Linked DNA regions of Gossypium hirsutum: region 2 is linked to region 1. Evidence: chromatin contacts called from public Hi-C data. All regions are on one chromosome and are shown on one strand. Each heading gives the region's core, a stretch centred on a gene start, on an enhancer-like site or on the middle of the called end of the contact. The rest is flanking DNA. Distances are from core to core; before and after follow the strand shown. Region 1 holds the start of LOC121223713. Region 2 holds the start of LOC107903631 (microtubule-associated protein 70-2).

Evidence for each region. A called contact is a pair of places that touch in the nucleus more often than the background predicts.
Region 2: a contact with region 1 is called in a Hi-C map of leaf, with 2.0 times the contacts expected there. The contact joins the promoter of LOC107903631 here to the promoter of LOC121223713 in region 1. A contact is called at or near these places in 2 of 34 Hi-C or Micro-C datasets (callus and leaf).

Annotation. Positions count from the first base shown.
Region 1 is chrA01:87,119,339-87,122,038 of Gossypium_hirsutum_v2.1, forward strand. It overlaps LOC121223713, which reads left to right and starts at 1,395. Exons shown (of 1, transcript XM_041105959.1): 1 at 1,395-2,032. The coding sequence starts at 1,573. The coding sequence ends at 1,815.
Region 2 is chrA01:87,833,590-87,836,289 of Gossypium_hirsutum_v2.1, forward strand. It overlaps LOC107903631 (microtubule-associated protein 70-2), which reads left to right and starts at 1,253. Exons shown (of 12, transcript XM_041077146.1): 1 at 1,253-1,943; 2 at 2,085-2,170. The coding sequence starts at 1,685.

The DNA of each region.
Region 1 (2,700 bases), core at 145-2,644:
TATAGACGAAGCAAATCCTGAAACGCCACTTGGCATACTCATGCTTCACGCAACGAGTAGCTGCTGGCGTTAAAACTCGAATTTAAATCTCATTGATATCAATAATTAATAAACAACTCATACCCTTTATCTCTAATTTTTTTTAAAAAAATAAAAAATAAATGTTAACTTAATGATAAAGGAATTTTAAATCTTGGTATAAATTAATTATAAAAATTAACTTGAATGATTTTACCTGTTTTGATCATATTAATGGCAAAAAAATTCTAAACCTCCAATCTTACTATTAATGTAAAATGAAACAAACGTGATAAAGATGAAAGCCAAACTTCCTCTCATGGAGTCATTTTCGTCAGATATTGAGTAAATGCCGCGTGGAAGAGCGTTTGGCTTTGGACAGGACAGCTCTGTCGTGGCTTTGAATGTGGAAAATTTGGGTGTTGTCCCAATTAATTTAAGATTAAGATGCAATGGGGGACCCTATCTTATAACAACCTTTAATTTAATTAGAAAATGAAAAATCAACGTTACATTTAGCTTTTTGAATTAAGGCTGCTGAATAAGCAATGATGGAGTGTAGGTAATATGCCATGTTTTTTACCTTTACCTTTAACGTCCCAAATATCCATTTGCCTAATCTTTGTTACATCAAGTACCCCAAGTTACGTTAAGCTTTATAGCCATTAGTCTAATTATGGGACGATGGTCCCATCGCTATAATATTAACTGCCTAAATTTTGATATGTGAATTTTAGATATATAATTTTTATTTAATTTAATTCTCACAAATCATTATTATTATCTTTTTTTAATAATTGAGGTAAAAATATTCAAATTATAATGTTACAACACAAATATTCTTGTCACTAAATTTAGAAGTTATTATTACTATTAATATAATAATATTTGATGTTTACATATTATATACAAAAATAATTATATATATCTAACATAAAATTAAATATAAATATTTATTTTTAATTTATATAATTAAATTAAAATATCGTATTCGTATATATGTTTGAATTATAATTAAAATTTTATTTTTATAATTTTAATTTATATCTCCAATTACACATTTAATCAAATAGAAATTCAAATTCAAATTCAAATTAATTTATACAATCTATATACAATCATTCACAATTACCGTATCAAAATTCGAAATCAACCGTATACGATCCTACTTATCCCGCAAGTCATTGAAACAAATAATAATAATAAAAACAATCACGTCTTCTAAAAGGGGTAGTTTGGGAAAGCTAACAAAATTAAGTATTGAAAAGAGACTTCTATACTCATTTTAAATAAAAACAAAAAAGTGTCGAAAATTACATACCCTTTGCCAAACAGCTTCCTTTTCCTCGCTATTCATGAAGAAATCATGTCATTTTCAGTATTATCACCCTATATATATAAACCCTTCAAACTCTCCCCCCTCCAAAAAAAAAAAAACAGGTATACAACTACAAGGCCTTGGGCGTGAAGCAGCAGCATTTGCAACTTGCAAATCTGCCAAATAAAAAAAACAAAAAAAAAAAGAGAGAGAGGGTGCGAATTAGGTTTACAAATATGGAGCAAAAGAAGATCAACCATGAAAACAACAACAACAAAGCAGCTATAAGAGATGAAGATGGATATAAAGGCGTCCCAATTCATAGCCAAGTGATGAAGATAAAGCGAGAGTTTGAGAAGATCAAGCACCCGTCATTGCAACAAGCTGATATGAGACGAGTGCTTCGGGAGATCACCAGGCAACGCTCCCGTTCCCCTCTCGGATTAGCTGAAAGACCTATAGCTGTTGGCCATTCCTAGAAACTTCCATCACCTTGTAGAAGCAAAAGTAAGAGGAAATAGTTACTTTCATACCCACCAACAGCTTTTTAGGATTAGATTGGATTTTTCTGTTCTTTTTTAATCACGCCCCTGTTTATGGATCTATCTGTTGTGGATATGTTTATGGAGAAAACACTTCCTCTGTTTCTCCCCTATATTAATTAATAACTTAAAAGGTCTTCTTGTTTGAATTAAACATTTAAACCAGCTAAGCTCCCTCTGTTTCTGGAACACAGTTTGGTTTATAGCAAATCACCTCTCTGTTTTTGGTACCCACTCCTCTTTTCCTACTCAAACATAAAAAAATATATAGGGCAGACACCGCAACGGATGCACCAAATCTAACCACCAGGTAAAACAAGTCAATTACTTAAACCGAAAGGAAAAGATTTGATGTGTGGGGGTGATAACAAGAAACAGAACCAAGTGCCAAAGAAGGAGCAAACTGTAATTACCGTTTCCATACCATAAGAAACTCGTGGTGGTTCTCCTTGGATCTTCAGCCTCCTTATGAGATCTATCATGACATCTATAATCAGGTCACTACACCGATTATAGATAGCACAACTCTTAAAACACTCTTATAAGCATCCTTGTACACTATGTTACTCCAAGTCTCCAACATGATTATGTGCTTAACACATGCATTTTCAATTTTTCTATGACAAAATATGTTTTAAGTACAATGAAGTTAAGTATCGACCATTACAACATCATGGATATTTGAAGGGGTAATTCAACCAAAGAGTATCAAGTGAGCCACTAAGCCTCAAGACTAACACAATGCATCACCCTATTACCTAAGCGGTCAACCCGTGCAATTCACAACTTAATGGTATGTATTAATAAAATAAAAAATAAATT
Region 2 (2,700 bases), core at 3-2,502, 710 kb after region 1:
CGACAGACCCTAAATGTCGCGACGTGAAATCGACAAAGAGTGACATCGCAACCATGAACCTTCGATGTTGCGACGACATTCACTGTTTTGTTAAGGCCGCGATGTGATACCCTCGATGTCGCGACGCCAACCTGAGAATTTTAAAAGTATTACATTTTAGTCATCAACCAACCTCAGTTTATCGAAAGATCTTTCATAAGCTTGTTCAAATCCTGATTTTAATTATATAACATATTGTAATTATGTATTGAGCTTAATAACATGCGTAAGCTATTTATTTGTTTTGCTATTATGACTGTAGTTGTTTTGGCAACAAATGTGACATATTGTAGCTCGAACCCGGCGATCAAGTCAGATATGGGGTGTTACATGAACATACTAAATTAAATTTTTTTAATGTTAATAATTGAATTTAGAATAAAAAACTTAATTTTTGTTTTTACAAATATTGATTGAATTTCAAAATTGATCATTTTTTCAAAAAAAATTAGGTAAATTACACCTAAGTTCAATAAACTATTAGTAAGTTTACGTTTCGGTCACCCTAAAAAGTTATAAAATGACCACTCAATTATGTGAAAGTTCTATTTTATGTCTGAACTATTCAAAAATTTTATTTAACTCATTGGATAGTTAAGTTTTTTTTTTCGTAAAAGTCTAGCTAGTGAGCTTCAAGTAATGATTAGATGATCGGTACGAAGGATCAATAGAGGAACATACCTTAAAAATCCAATTTAATTAAACGGTCATTGTCAGAGATTGGAGAAGAAAGATGTTTGGATTTTGGTTTGGAGATTCTTGATGTTCAAAGTTGTTTAATGAAACCTAAACTATAAAAAAGAGAAGGAATGAGAACTTTTGATTGGTGCAAGTGATCTGAACAAAGAATGCTATACATCAGTGATTTTAATAGCCTAATAACTTAAATGAAAACTTTCAAATAGTTTTATAATCATTTTATAACTTTTTAAAATTAAATAACTAAAATATAAATTATTAATAATTTAATGAACTTAAATATAATTTATCAAAACTTTTTACAAAACTATATGCATATATATATATACGGGATTTTGCGTCCGTCCAGATTTGCGAATTGGATTCTACTAAAGTTGCTGCGTATTACGCACCCTGAACCGTTTTAGCAACCCCTATGCGTATTGCACCCCCGGTTTATCCTAAACTGAATCCTAGTTTATAAAAAAAACAAGGCGACTAAAAGTTGAAGTTTTACCGTCCGATAATACACAGACCCCCAACTTACACGCTTTTTTGTCTGCTGAAAATCGGGCAAAGTCTTTCCCTTCTCTAAACACAAAACACTTGCATTAAATTAGTCCCATTATTAATTAATTTAATCTCCTTTGCTAAATTACTCTATTTTCTCTCTCTTCACTCTGTCAGTAGTCACTGTAACCAGATTTAAATCCACATTCTAGAGAGAGAGAAAAAAAAAGCAGTAAACATTATTTTCTCTCTTCTTCATTCTCTCTCTCTCTCTTTTTTTTTCTATATCTAATAATCTGTTTAACAGCTGTATTTGAACTGATTTGAAAACCCTAGCATTTGGATCACACTTTGAAGTTTCAGATGTGAAGCAAGCTTCTCTCTTTGGAAATATTTTTTATTTGGATTTCGTTGCATTTGGGGGTTGAAGTGGTGAGAGGAAGTGTTTGAATCGGAGATGGCGGAGATTGACAGCGAAGCGGTGGAGGTAGGAAACAATGCGAGGAGTGAGTCGCCGGTGAGGGTGACGTCAAGCTCGACGGGAGTACCTCCGCCGTTGACGGTGTCAGCGTCGTTTAAGGAGAGTGGAGGGAAAGGTTCGTCGAGGAGGAGAGCTGTTAGACCTAGCTTCGATGCGGATAATGAGTTCATTACGTTGCTTCACGGGTCGGATCCGGTGAAAGTAGAGCTCAATCGGTTGGAGAATGAAGTTAGAGGTGAGGAATGTAGCTCGATCTAGTTGTTTTTCGCCTTGATTCGGCCCAATTTAGCTCCTTTTTAGTTAACATTAACCCTATGTATTTATTTTATTATAATTATAATTATAATTTTGATTTTTTTTTTGTTTTGGGTTACAGATAAAGATAGAGAATTGGGAGAAGCACAAGCAGAAATTAAAGCATTAAAGATGTCTGAAAGGCAAAGAGAAAAGGCTGTCGAAGAGGTCGATTACTTTTTTTTTTTTTGGAAAAATATAATCATTGGTATTTATTTTATTTAAGAAATTAGGTTTAACTGATTGGTGAAAACGCTTTAATAATGGTGGTAATTTAAGTAGTAATTTATTTTGAAAATCTTGGAAATTTGTTAGTTCTTTTTTATATTTTCTGATCTTAGTGTGGAAAGTCCAATGTTTTCCTTTTTTTTTCCCTCCACTTAGATGGATGTTTAATTTTTTTGGGAAAAGATTACGGTTTATTTTAAGTTTAGATATGATGATGCTTGTACAAAAGAATTGATGGAAGATAGGACTGTTTGTATTTCAGTGTAAATTGTTATTTTACAGAAGAAAAGCAGATCCTGCAAAATTGATGAGTAAATGTTCGTGTCTGCCTGTGTCTCCATTGCTGATTGCAAACCTATGTTAAACTTCTGATAGTTTCTTGGTTTTTGCGGATGTAATCTGCTGAAATACATAATACATAACTGTTCTGTCAAAGTCATGTTGGTTGGAAGTTTCATCATTGAGATTTG